2 separate regions of the Hordeum vulgare genome follow, and region 1 is linked to region 2. A link is a contact called in public Hi-C data. All regions are on one chromosome and are shown on one strand. Each heading gives the region's core, a stretch centred on a gene start, on an enhancer-like site or on the middle of the called end of the contact. The rest is flanking DNA. Distances are from core to core; before and after follow the strand shown.

Region 1 (7,092 bases), core at 1,708-4,207, 270 kb before region 2:
TGCAGGCCCATCGAGCACCGGCCACTAGAAATTGTTTCACGGTAGGCCCTCCTCTGCTGGATGGAAGTTTCTTTCAGCGCCGAAAAGGGTGAGCGCCTGGCCGTTGCGTTTGCATGGCCAGTGCACACTCTCTGTCTGCACTGCATAGTTGACTTGCGTGCCTTGTTATTACAATACTGAAAGGAAATAAAGGCCCTAGCAAGATGAGCGAGTTGCCGGGCATTTCCCACTGATTTTGATTTCCTGACAAGGACATTTTGGGTGAAGGGCGTAGAAAACACACCGCGCACTTCACACATCTGCTTTTAAATAAATATATGATTCACGTTCTCTAGAGGGGAAGCGTAAACATATACTACATGGCCGAGTCATCTATATATATATTCTAACAGGCGTATCTTTGGTGAAACCGTCTTCTGTTTTTTTTTCGGTGAAGCAGTCGGCAGTCATGGATGGATCTCATGGATTTGGTCTAATTCTCTTTTTTTTTTTGCTTCAACAGGTCGAGTTATTTACTGATTGCCGGTAGCTACGCTTGTTGCTGTATTGCCTGAATCTTTTTTTTCTTTTTATACTCCGTTGCTGCAGTGGTATTATCATAGATAGCACTTGAGTGGTGCGCTGTGATGCGCTTGGAGGTTGTTCTCTTTTTACTGGAGTGGTCTAGCTGTAGTTTTGTGATGAGTAGGAATCGGGTCCGTTTCCTGGACCTTGTTCCTAGGCAAAGGCCGCGTGCTCCACGGACGGGCTCTTTTTGGCATCGGCTGTCCGATCAAAACAAAGAAAGGCGTGGGAATTTGCAGCCGCGGGGCGCTCGTCGAGGAGAGGCTAGAAAGAGGCGCCCGTCCGCTTTTGTGGTGTTTTGTGTTGCCTAGATGACCGTAGCGTAGTCGTAACAGTGCTACGTGGGGAGATGGGAAGCACAGAGGCCGTCGTTGTTAGCCAGGGGAGCCAGCCGCCCACGTCGAGGCCGAAAGGATATGCGCACCGGCACCGCCAGCCATGGCATTGCATTGCATTATCATGGCGATTGTGTGCATGTGGCGTGCGCCCTAGCGGCAGCGCGAGGCCTTGATCTCATGATCTCCCGTTGCTTATTACTGTATGATCGATGGTAATTGTGATGTGATGCGCCCGTTGCTTTCCTTTTCATCCTGTTTATCCTTCTTTTATGTATGCTCATGATCGCACCGCCGGCAGCGCGTGCGCGCGTCTTCATCATCTCACTCTCTCCAGCGTCTCTCCCTCGAGCTCGATGCCATCTCAGTTCCCAAGGGAGGAGTGTTGCTAAGCTAATCACTGCCCTCGCCTCGCCAATGCCCACTAGTACAAGGCTTTATCCACTTTTCATTTTATTATTAAAAGAAAATAAGACATACTACAGTACTACTGACACACGCATTGCCCGGGACCGGGAGAAGCTTCTTACTCGCAGCTAAACAATGCCGCTAGCAGTCGTCTTCCACCTCCCGAGAATTCGAAACATGAATGGTAAAAACACAGGCACAGGCACGGCGGCAGTGCACGAGCTCTCGAAGCAATACATTACAGCCGCACGTAAATAAATGGGAGGGCAGAGCGGAACAAAATTGAAGTCGTAGGTGTCAGAGGTCAGAGAACACACGTTCAGACAAAAGAAATGAGGCGACCTGAGCTGAGCTGGGCCTGGCCGCCCAGGTCGTCGCAATTGACACAAGCCAGCGGAGCTGCTATGTTCAAACAAGAAACTGAAAAACAAAACGGCTGGGTTGATTCCATTATCTTTCTCTCTTCTCTCACCCCACCGAGTAGGGACAGCGCATGGCATCAGCAAAAGGTCAAATTTTGCGGGAGGACAACAAGATGACGATTTTTGTTTCTGACGGGGGAAAAGAGGAGGCGGTTCGCCGGCCGGACCGGTGCGGCGGGTGCGTCACCGGAACCTGCCCATGTCGGCCAGCTTCCTTGAGGTGTTGCGCCCCAAGGACGCCGCGCTGCTGGCCGACAGGTGCCGCCGGTGGCTCTCGCCCAGGGTCGACGGGTCCGGCTGCTGGCACCGCCGCCGAGGACCGCCCGAGCTGGGGCGGACCAGCGGGCTCAGGCACACCGCGAACCCCGAGATCCCGTCGCCGCTGGCGCCTGATCCGCCGGGCCTGCTGCGCCGCTGGTGGTGCCTGGCCGGGGAGGGCGACGGGAACCACCAGCTGCTGCTCGTGCTGCCTCCTGGGGACTCGGGCTCTTCGTCCGCCGGCCGCGGCAGCGACGATGACGGCGCGTCCGGCCTCCGCTTGCGCCGGACTATGGCCGACAGCCACGACGTGGACCGCCGGGGCGGGTCCTTCTTGCCCTCGCTCTCCTCCTCCCGCCCGCCGCGCCGCCCGCCGCCGAAGAGCGCCGCCAGGAAGGACCGCCTCCGGTGGAAGGACTTCTTGCGCTCGCTCTCCCGGGGCTCGTCGTCCGCGGCGCGGGTGGCGGGGCCGACCTGCGGCGTGCTGAAGAAGAGGAGCTCGGGGCGGTGGCTGTTGCTGTGGCGGGACGACGTGTACGCGCAGGCGTCGGAGCGCCGGTGCTGCTGCGCCGGGGCGGCGGCGACGCGCGTGGGCGAGCTGCCCCGGCTGCTGCTGCTGCTGCTGCAGTCGGCCCCGGCCCCGGCCCGGTCGCGCTCGGCGGCGAGCACGAGGAGGCGGTCGCGGAGGCAGGGCGCGCACACCCCGAGCGCGTTCGCGTACGGGTGGAGCTTGCACCTCATCGCTCCCGTCCTCCCTCCGGATCACCGGGAGCGCATCTCCGGCGAGGAGGTGGTTGGGTTCGGGCGGAGGCAGATCGCGAGCGGAGCACGAGGAGGATCCGCGGGGCGTGCGGTGGTTGGGTGGGTTCGGATTGCTGGAGCGTGCGCTGCAGCTTGGATTTTTGTCGCCTTGGCTCGCTCGCCCGCTCGCTCGAGAGGGAGGGGACGGGACTGGGGAGGAGTGGTTGGGCGATGCTGTAGTGGCCGGACGGATGGATGGATTTATTTGGGACGCGGGTGGGGGGAGACGTTGCGTCGCGGTACGGCCCCGGCCGCGCACCCTGGTCTATTCTACGCGCCGGTGCGGTTCCTTCCGTCTACTGGGACGGAACCGGCATCGTCTCTCCGTTCGGTCTCATTCGTTGCAAGCGAGTGCAGTGACTTAGAAATAGGCCCGTTCTCTAAAAAAAATGACCGTTAAAACATTTATGTACGCCTGCATGTATCTCGTGTTTAGATCGGGTGGTATTTGACCGGTGATTTTGCTACTATTATTTCCTAGTCGATTTAGGAATATCAAATAATTACGGTGCTCAATAAATTGCGGATCCTAATATTTACGCCGGATGTTCTCGAAAGATCGGGCGTGAAAAAGGGGAAGGATTCTCTGACCTGCCGAAGAGGCGGGGGAGGGTCCCCTCTCGTTTTTGAAATAACGATCGTGAAAAAGAAAACTGATCCTCTCCCTTGCCAAATGCAGCGGAAGGGGGGTGGACTCAGTCAGTTGTCAAAATAACGGGAGTGAAAAAAAGGAACGAACCCCGTGCCTCGTGGACGACACGGGTAGGAGGTGGACTTGATCGGTTCTAGAAAGAATGTATGTGAATAAAGAAATTGAACTTCTCACCTACCGAAAGCGCACAGATGGGAAGGAAGGGGATTCCACCGTTCTCAAAAGAACCGTTATGAAAAATGAAAACCTATGTAAGACAGCCACGCTGGATCTAACGTTCGTCAGATGTCCGAAAGTAAGATGTTATAGCTCTCTTACTTTGAAGGAGGCATGCATGGGGATCATTTCTGAAAGATAGGAACCCATCAAAGAGATCAAGGAGTTATTGATAGACATGAAAAACTGCCCGTTTTACCCCTCAACAAGAATTTGCCATTATTGATTTCTCCTCATGACCGTTGAGCCGTGGGCTCCCCACTTCCATATCCTACGTCATGCTCATCGTCTTCATCAGAACACCCCACACACGTCCATATTCGCGTAGCCGATCTTACATGCCAAACTTATCGTTAACCACCTCGAGAGATAAATTTGGGAGGGCTTTACTACCCAATGAGCCATGGACTTCTTTTTTTTTGGGAGGGGAGCTCCTCAGACCATATCATGGGCTCAACAATGCGAGAGTGACATAGTACCACTCTAGTGTGTAGCATGACACCAAAGTCCAACTGCTCCATGAGTGAAAGTGCATGTTATATACATCTGTTAGGTTTGGTGATCAAATGACAAGGAAATTGAAAGGATTTATAGTTTATAAAGTATATTTCAGTGAAATTCATCCCATTTATGAGTTCAAACATCAATTGCCATCCCTACTTTTATATCTTTAAGTGGCTCACTCCTTGAATCTCTTAGTTTATACTCCGTGTATCCCATAATATAAGAGCGTTTTTACACTAGTGTAGTGTCAAAATACTCTTATATTATGGGGCAGTGGGTGTACTTTATAGGTCTTTTGGTGAATCCAAGATTCACATTGATTTTGAAGAACTATATTACTGACTCTAGTACAAGTGGGAGTCGGTTGAAAATATGTCCTAGAGGCAATAATATTTGTATTACTTATTTCCACATCTGTAATTAAGTATTTATATTCTGTGTTATAACTGGTATGTTTCTTGAATATGTGATTTATATGAAAACTCATTAGAACGTGTAGAATCCAAAAAGCTAAAACCTAATTCCTAATCTTGTCTCTAGGATTAACCCAAGTGTTGTATGATGATTATGCTTTCCTGAGCATAAGCATTAGTTTAGTGAAACGAGGGTACCAACATGATTGGGAGGATGATGTTAGAAGCATGATTATATTAAATTAACCGAAGTTTTTTTGTTATACCTAGGAATATTATCGTCCAAGTCTACAAGTTTATAACACGATGTGACGTCCTCGATTTGATCGTACGCTAAGTATACACGCAAATGCGTACGACCGAGCTCAAGGACTCACGGAAAGATATCACGACACAACTCTAGACACAAATAAAACATACAAGCTTCATATTACAAGCCAGGGGCCTCGAGGGCTAGAATATAGAAGCTCGATAAACACACGAGTCAGCGGAAGCAACAAACATGTGAGTACACACATTAAACATGAGGTGCCTTAGAGAAGGCTAGCACAAAAGATGCAACGATCGAACAAGACGAGGCCTCCTGTCTGGGAGCCTCCTAACTACTCCCGGTCTTCAGCGGCCTCCATGTAGTAGTAGACACCGTCGGGGTAGCAGTCGTCGGCGGCGGGATACTCCATCTCCTGGGCTCCATCATCTGGTCACAGCAACGGATCAAGGGGACAAAGGGGGAGCAAACAACGGTGAGTACTCATCCAAAGTACTCTCAAGACTGACATCAGAACTATGCTAAGTATGCATCAGTTTCAAAGGAAGGGGGTTTATATGTGGACTGACTGCAACAATGCGAGAATAGAGAGAGAAGGCCTAGTCCAAATGAAGACTGGCATCTTCAACGATCTTGCGACAATAGACGAGAGTAGAACAGGTAACACAAATAATAGTCATATTGTTGCAGCAATATTAATATGAGGTCACACCTAGAGATTCTTCCTCGACTCCCTGCGAGGAAGCAATCCCAGAGCAACATTCCAGTTAAGTAACAGTTGTAGTTGTATAGGATTAGGGCACAACTCCAAGTCGTCCTGTAGTCGTGGACACGATTATTTAAATAGATAAGTTCTTCCCTGTAGGGGTGCACAACATATTCCCCGTCATGCTCGATAAAACTCTGGCCGGACAAGCTTTTCTGGGTCATGCCCGACCTCGGAATATCGACACGTCGCAGCCCCACCTAGACTCAACAGAGAGGCCAGCCCACCGGTCTAAATCCTAAGCGTGTAGGGGTCATGGGCTCATCACCCTTTGCACTCATGCACGATGCGTGGGCGGCCGAGGTCAGTCCTAGCACCCCTTATTGCAAGCGCGATGCCTATCCGAACCACTCGGGCGCGCGCCGCTCCATTGCTGACGTCTGAAGAGGTTCGACTGATGCCACGACGTCAAGTACCCATAACTTCTCCCACGTAGACGTTTAGTGTGTAATAAGGCCTTCCGACCAACCCAGATTAAATACCCAAATCCATTAACATTTTAATTAACTCATCGACACATCCACGCGGGAATCCATCCGCCAAACATTATTCATCAAAGTTCCCAGTAACACGGTCAAGTAACTGTGTGGTTGTAACATCAGGGGGATCCGAGGTATCACCCTCGTTGGATCCCGAACGGTGTAACCGTCAAGGTGGACTTAGAGGAATCACCCTCGAGGGTCTCACACTTGAGGAGTTGCATGACAGAGTCATCGTCGGGAGTGGTGAAGGAGGAATCACCCTCGATAACCACGACCGACTAGGTGCACTACAGAGATATCATCATGAGTACTTCGCGAGGTGTCACCCTCGGTACCCGATAGTAGCTCTGCAACGTAGTACAACTAAGGGAGGTGTAAGTGTTGTGTCGGGTCTTGGCTCGTCGATCAGGGATCGAGACTTGACGATAAAGCGGGGCAACTCGATAAGGGGGCAAAGGGGATTGCTGAGCCAACTATACTAAATAGTTTAAAGTGCGCTACAATAATGTAGCAGTTCATCAAAATTAAGCTATGCATCACATATAGGAGCTAAGTACAACAGTAGCAAAATTCTAATGCAAGCATGAGGGAGAAAGAAATGGGCGACTGAAAAGACCACGATGACGCCTAGAGGGGGGGGGGTGAATAGGCTATTTAAAAACTTCTTCGGATTTGTCTTAAACCTAATGCGGAAATAAACTAAGAGGATACTTTTCAAGCACAAACCCTAAATGCAATAGGCACCACAACGTGCACCAACAACACGATCTACCAAGATGGACACAACACGGTTACTAACAAGCACAAGTAAGTTACACAAACTTACTTGAGCTATATCACATGACAGGTAGGTGAATGACACAAGATACTAGATCACACTATAGCACACGATATATCAAAAGCTGCAAGTGTGAACATGTGGATATAGAGGGTATGCTTGAACGATTAATCTTGTACAAAGAAATAGCCAACGCAATATAATGAGCACAAACAATATGCAATG
Region 2 (7,439 bases), core at 1,242-3,741:
ACGTGGCACTCGTGGCGGCATCTTCCACGCAACGTAGTCCACCACCGAAGCGGTCGATGAATAAACGAGAGACAAATCAAGGGGCGATGATGCACGAATTGGGCGACCCAGGACGGAATGGTCAGACCGAGTGATGTGGACGATGGATCCCGTGATGATGAGATATCCATATTTGGGCGCCGAGGGGGTGACGACTATCGCAAGCGACAACGGAGATGTGGCAAGAGGGAGGAGGAGAACGGGGTGTCTCTCGACGGCATGGAGGCCAGATGGCTTGCGGGGTGCCGATGGTGGCATGGGACCGACTGAAATTGGCGACACCATAGGTGGACGAGGATGCGATTATGTGGTGGGGTAACTTCAGCTGACATTTCGACATTAGAGAGACGAGTTTTCGATTTTGTAGCACCCGTAGCGGTGCTTCAAATATAAAGCATCGAAGGCTGAAATTTGGGGTTGCCAAAAATTTCATCACCATATGCATATAGGGGCATTAGTTGGAGCATCGTTTTTTTGCCCAAAATGCCATAAACAATGATTTTTTGGACGCTACCACATTTCGCCATCCTATATTGGGGATGCTCCTATCAATTAAGTAATACAAAAAGGTTATACTTGTAGTTTTTCTCGCGTTTGTTTGATTTCTCAAACAGTGATTTTTCTATCCTAAAAGATGCAGGCAATGATTTTTGTCTTGTTTTCTACAAAGACCCCCTCCCCCGAAAGAAACAAAAAACAAAAAGAAAATCGGATAATTGAACTGCATTATTGTACTGAGGGTTCTTTTTTCTCAAAACGAGGTAACAGAGTAGTCATTTTCACTAATTAATAAGAGAGTGAGAGTTATTGAATTAACTTGCGAAAAATAGGCTAAGACCAACACAACCCAACCCAATCCATATAAAATGGGCATCATCGGACGACCTACCCACCGACGTGGATCATAGAGCTACAAAGAATAAAAGACATCAATTAAGGGCCCACGAGCGTCACCATCATCATTGTTTTGCCTTGGAACAAGCGACTTCAACTTCAACAATGAGGCTTGCGTGAAATAGCTGCAGGGAGTCCATGACAACACATGCCAATAGTTGGCCCCACGCGCCAACGACCATCAACTCTGACTTTGACGATGATATTTGCAAGAAAAATATGCAAGCCTTGTGTCACCAGGTCCAGTGCAAATAGCCTCCAAGTGTCTCTCATCGTCACCACCTGAACACATTCACTACAACTTCAACTCCACAAAAAACAAGCAAACCTTGAAAGAACACATTGGGCATCGGAAAAAGTCGACTACCTATCTCGAGCCACGACCCAAAATCATATTGACGCCATCATCGTTGCTGATATAGGCGTTGACACCCCGACCTCAACAACCGGTCGGACAAGCTACCGCCAACCACCGGTCTCCTAGTCGTAGGCGGCTCCAAGATGATGCCTCAAGGAGGAGAAAGACATGAAGACGCCTCCGTTACATGATCCAACGAATTTGTGTTTTCCCTCCAAAGCCAAGGTGGTGGGGAGAGTGATGAGCACAGCTCCACGACGATGCTTCTAAGAACACCACACCATTTGTTGGTGTCTTTGTCGCTAGATTTGAAGGAGATGGAAACATGACTTCTCCTGGAGATGCCTCGACCACCTTCTGCCTACACCGGCACATCACATACCACAACCCACCGACCACCACAACCATGCCGCAAGCCAACTCCAATCCATCCGTGGGGTCCCTCGTTTTGCCACACTGAGACACACACCAATCCTTGGCCGAAGCTGCTACCACCAAGTCTGGGGCCGCCACCCCGACAACTCCAACCCACCGCCATCGCCACGCCAGATTTGGGCCGAGCCCAAGTCCATCACAATTCATAAGTATGAATCATTGCTCGCGCCGCGCCATATCCACCACGAAGTATAGGACTGTATCACCCATCAAACGGAGGTGGTGCCACACGTGGCCACGCCAAGCCGTCCCACCGTTGCTTACCCTAGCCACTCCACATTCATGAGAGCAACATCTCAGGCCTGTTGCGCGAGCCAAGGTCGATCACTACGACAAACAGCTTCACTGCACGCCACCATCGAGAGGGTTATGTCCGAGAGCAACATGCACGAGAGAAGCAAATCCCACAACCGCCAACCGCCAACCGCCAGCGGGCTTTGCCCGACGATGTGTGTCGACGGCAGCGATGACTAGGGTTTTCACCCGAGAGCAACACGTGGTCTTCTTCTGTTCCCATATTTTGTCGATTATTTAGTCAAACTATATATTGTGGATTAATGAGGTTTTTGTCTTTGTAGACGCAATACCCGGGATCAGTTTGAAGAATAAATCGCTCCATATATGGTCTGCCGAGCAAGATATGTAAATTCGAAAATAAAATAAATCATGCATACGTTAGCTCCCACGCAAGCGTGTAGTAGGTGCTTGGCAGCGAAGGTACAAGGGTAGTTTAGGAACAAAGCACGCGGATGACGGGGCAGGTGGACGGGTCGCTTCAAAAGTTCTTCAAACAGATTCGTGGGATGGTGATGTGGGTCTCCGACGGAGACGCGCATATCTCCTTCACGGTTATGAGTTTTTTTTTCTTTCGTCGGATAAACATAAACTCAGCCCATCTATTCAGCCCGGCCCACGCATCCATTGATGAAGCCCATGTCCTTTTGGATGTTTCGTGAAGGTGTTCTTTTTTTCTTCCTAAGTCTCAAAAAAAAGATCGCCGGTACGCCCTCGCGCCGCCTCCTCCTCCCCCAGTGGTGCGATCCGACCCTTCTAGAAGCGCCGCGCGCGCGTCCCGTGCATCGGCAGCGGCGGCCATGGCGCTGGCGTTCGACGATTTTGGACGGCCCTTCGTCATCCTGAGGGAGCAGGAGAGCAAGTCCCGCCTGCGGGGGCTCGACGCGCACAAGGCCAACGTCGCCGCCGGCAAGGCCGTCGCGCGCAGCCTCCGCACCTCCCTCGGCCCCAAGGGCATGGACAAGATTCTCCAGTCACCCGACGGCGACGTCACCATCAGTAACTGCTCCACCGCACTCTCTCACTCCCCTCCCCGCTCTGCCCCCTAATCTTATTGCCTAGCTTAAGTTACTGTATTGTTATTATTTCGCGGGAAAATTTAAGATTCTTTAGTACTCGTTGCTTGCATGCGATCTGGCCCTTGCATCGGTCTCTTCGAAGGGCTAGGGATTTTGGATGTGTGCTACGCAGTATCTGTCCAGAGTTCTACTGTAGATGTCTGTAGGGCTGTTAGTTCCGTTGGAAAGTGCTTCGATTTTTATTCCCAAAAGAAGGGAAAGGGTTTCTGAATAATTGCCTCCCTTATGATTTTTTCTAGCAAATGACGGAGCGACGATCCTGGAGCAAATCGATGTTAATAACCAGATTGCAAAGCTGATGGTGGAGCTTTCACGAAGTCAAGATTATGAAATTGGGGATGGTACTACCGGGGTGGTGGACTGGTGGTCCTGGCCGGGTCGCTCCTGGAACAAGCTGAGAAACTGCTAGAGCGTCGTATTCACCCAATAAGAATTGCCGAAGGATATGAGATGGCCTCCAAGATAGCTTTTGATCACCTTGAACGTATCTCCACTAGGTTTGAGTTCACTGCTGCACATATAGAGCCCTTGGTGCAGACCTGCGTGACAACTCTGTCCTCAAAGATGTAAGTCATAAGAGATTCACTCTTAACTTATCAGTTATGCAACCAATGTTTTAATCTGCCAGGAAGTAGGGTAGATTCAGTTTATATTTCTATCCGTTTGTCTGATTGGACCCATCATTCTTAAACTGCAGTGTTAACCGTTGTAAGCGGTTGCTTGCTGAGATTGCTGTCAGGGCAGTCCTTGCTGTTGCTGATTTGGAAAGGAAGGATGTAAACTTGGACTTGATTAAAGTAGAAGGTAAAGTTGGTGGGAAGCTAGAGGACACTGAGCTAATATATGGAATTGCTGTTGACAAAGATATGAGCCACCCACAAATGCCAAAGAGAATCGAGGATGCTAATATTGCCATCCTTACCTGCCCATTTGAGCCCCCAAAGCCCAAGACAAAGCATAAGGTTGACATTGACACTAGAAAAATTCCAGACGTTGCGTGGGCAAGAGCAGAAATACTTCGATGAAATGGTTCAGAAATGCAAGGTAAAAACATACAAAATTTCTTTATATCTATAGTAGGGAAAAGTTATGATTTTGCACAAAGCCTATTCACTTTGAATCGTATCATGTTTGATTTCTTAAATACTTATACGATTTTTATTCATATACACTTGCAGGATGTTGGTGCAACTTTAGTTATCTGTCAATGGGGTTTTGATGATGAAGCCAATCATTTGCTTATGCAAAGAAACCTGCCTGCTGTCAGATGGGTTGGTGGTGTTGAATTGGAATTGATTGCCATAGCTACAGGTTGATATGAGTACCTCTCCTTGTGAACCTGAATGTCTTATAAATACACTATCTAACATTTGAGAACTGACTGCAGGGGGGCGCATTGTTCCAAGATTCCAAGAGTTGACTCCTGATAAGCTTGGGCAGGTACAACTGGTTTTGTGTTCTTTTTGTACACAAGGAATACATTTTTCTGATGATGTACACACATACTTTTTTCTGATGATGCATAGGCTGTATTGTCGGCTGTCTAATTTTGGAACCCCAAGTATGTGAAATCTTAAGTAGCTGAGACGACAGAGCATATGTGGAGTCTAGCTATTAATTTGCATGAGTTTTTGTTTGTATACGTAGTTACGTACTTTGTATTATTTCTTAATAAGTAAGCGTATCAAACAATTTAAGAAGTTAAACAGATAAGTGATACTATTTTATCATGTAATTGTTAAGATGTTCGCTGACTTTAATTGGCCGCATGTGGGTTTGTGAGGGTGACTTGATTGACCTGAGGACAATAAACTAAAAATTGAATGCTCAACAATGTCAATCTTTATGTGATTCTTGGTAGCTGAGTAGGGTTGCCACTTCTCTCTGGTGTAACCAATGCTTTCCTTCAGCACCTAGCAATTAGGACGTTTGCCATCAAGATACCATGCAAAAGTAATACATTCTTTAAAGTAAATGTAATATAATTATGCTATGTTTTAATGACTTGCTTTGTTTAGATTCCTTTGTATTGTACTGCTTGTATCTCACAGGGTTTGCTTATCTGCATATACTTTGCTTGAACAGGCTGGATTAGTTAGAGAGAAGTCATTTGGAACAACAAAGGACCGAATGCTTTACATTGAGAGGTGTGCAAATTCCAGAGCTGTAACTATCTTCATCCGGGGCGGTATGTTCCAATGGATAATATCTCTTCCTTCATGTTTGCATGTGCATATCCCCACATCCTTTGTTAGGTCATGTGTGCTTATACTTTCAACCCATCAGTGGTCAATTTGTCCATATAGTTGAGATACTTTTGTGTTGCATGCAGTGCAAACAATTTTACCAGTGTTGGCAGTATCGATACATGACAGTTTCACTGTTTGGCACTCAATTGTCGAATTTAATAAACTTGCATAATTTTAGTTATTAATCTTGCATGCATGCGAATTGTGCACTGAAATACATGAGAAATTTCTTTGTAACATTCACTTCTCCATTCTATGAATACAATTTTTATGATACTATTGGTTTTTAATTAGGTCATAATTTGTGAGTCCCTGGTCCTATGACCCATCGTTGTGTTGGTTACATTATCTCAGATAATAGTTTGAGAGTACCTCGTCATACATAACCAGTTGGATTTGTAGAATGGGTACAAAATATTCATACCGTTCATATCTTCGCGATTGTATGACGCACCAGTGGGTTGTGTGTTACTTTTCCTTGAAGAATTGTAGGATTCTAAAAGATAATTCTATTGAAGAATTGTAAGACCTCATACTTCTATTGTAGCTACCCAACCAACTATGCTAAGTAGAAAATCATTGCCTGATACCGCTAGTATTTATTGAATATGCGCACTAGCTAAAAGATTAATTACGTTTGGAGTTTCCATGATAAAGCCAGCTGCTACCATGCAGGCAACAAAATGATAATTGAGGAGGCCAAGAGAAGTATTCACGACACTCTCTGTGTGGCTAGAAATCTGATCCACAATAACTCTATTGTTTATGGTGGCGGCTCAGCTGAGATATCTTGCTCAATTGCTGTTGAAGCTGCTGCAGATCGATATGCTGGAGCCGAGCAGGTAACTGCTGAGTTTCAACAGCTAAGTTGCAACAAGATGCAATATCGTTTAATCGTGTTCTTTGTACTTGCAGTATGCAATCAGGTCGTTTGCTGATGTGTTGGATGGGATTCCACTAGCCTTGGCTGAAAACAGTGGTTTGCCACCTATTGATACGTTGACTGCAGTAAAATCTCAGCAAATTCAGGTAATGTATGGTTCTGTTGTCTTATGCCCCCAGTCCGCTCGTCTAATATGTTGTTGTTGATTCATTGTTTTGTCACTCAGCCTTGTACTTTGAGTCGGATGTGTGTACAGATCCTAGTGTTTTTGTGCTTGTAATATAGTTTGCCTCGTAATATCACTGAAGGGCTAAGGCAACCCAATACATTATGTGCTTTGCACAATCCTACCATTTACTGCCTGATGCCGTCAATGCAGCATATTTTATGCTGTGATTAAAAGCTGGTTTGGATGTCTCATTTCGCATTTGCGTAACACACATCACGCATGTGATTCTGACCAGTGACCACCTCTGCAGGAGACCAATCCCTACTGTGGCATCGACTGCAATGATGTCGGGTCCAACGATATGAGAGTACAGAACGTCTTTGAGACTCTGATTGGCAAGCAACAACAGATATTGTTGGCGACGCAGGTTGTGAAGATGATTCTCAAGATCGACGACGTTATCATGCTGTCAGAGTTCTGAACAGTGATGATGTTGCAAGCATGGGCAACCGTGTTGGATAACAAGCCATCATTGTACCATGCAGCATTGCTGAAGCAGTTGGATTGGCCACTTGCTTGTACCTTAGGCCTGTATTTTGCTTGTGACGCTTGCTGAAGACCTTGGTTTCCCCGTTCTCAAACTGTATTTTCCAATGCTTAGTGCTTTAGTCTGAGTGCCTTCTAGTACCATTATTTATTTATTCATCAGTGTATTAATTTCATTTAATCTGTTCTGCCACAGGGGAAATATGCAGAAATATGAAAATACATGATAATAGGTTGTCCACTTGGTGGGGTTCACTTGGCCTAGCCGCTCAGGTGTACTCGTGCAGTAAGCGCTCCATGTAAAAGGCCATGAAAAGTTATTTCCTACAATATTCACAGAATATACATCTAGAACTGTGCTAGTTGGTCTAGTGAACTGAATATTTATGTTAACTAGACAATATTTCTTGCGTTACTGTGCAAACTAGACAATATTTCTTGCTCAATCCTCTTCCGATGCCCCTCCGGATAAAGAGGGTCCTGGGTGTGCGTA

What was found. A called contact is a pair of places that touch in the nucleus more often than the background predicts.
Region 1: a contact with region 2 is called in a Hi-C map of leaf, with 8 times the contacts expected there. The contact joins the promoter of LOC123438848 here to the enhancer-like site in region 2. A contact is called at or near these places in 3 of 6 Hi-C or Micro-C datasets (leaf and seedling) and 1 of 1 datasets of contacts at active chromatin or transcription factors (embryo).

The regions. Positions count from the first base shown.
Region 1 is chr1H:380,424,723-380,431,814 of MorexV3_pseudomolecules_assembly, reverse strand. LOC123438848 (fibronectin type III domain-containing protein 1-like) reads right to left here and starts at 2,957. Exons shown (of 1, transcript XM_045115807.1): 1 at 1,605-2,957. The coding sequence starts at 2,728. The coding sequence ends at 1,913. It overlaps LOC123438864 (a long non-coding RNA gene), which reads left to right. Exons shown (of 4, transcript XR_006629985.1): 4 at 1-334.
Region 2 is chr1H:380,155,308-380,162,746 of MorexV3_pseudomolecules_assembly, reverse strand. It overlaps the pseudogene LOC123411595. Among protein-coding and RNA genes, the nearest start is that of LOC123411585, 73 kb to the right of the region's middle. Within about 2 kb of position 2,491, at least 2 of the 3 cell types and tissues checked have open chromatin away from gene starts, as enhancers often do. A contact at or near this core is called in leaf and seedling, where this site is marked.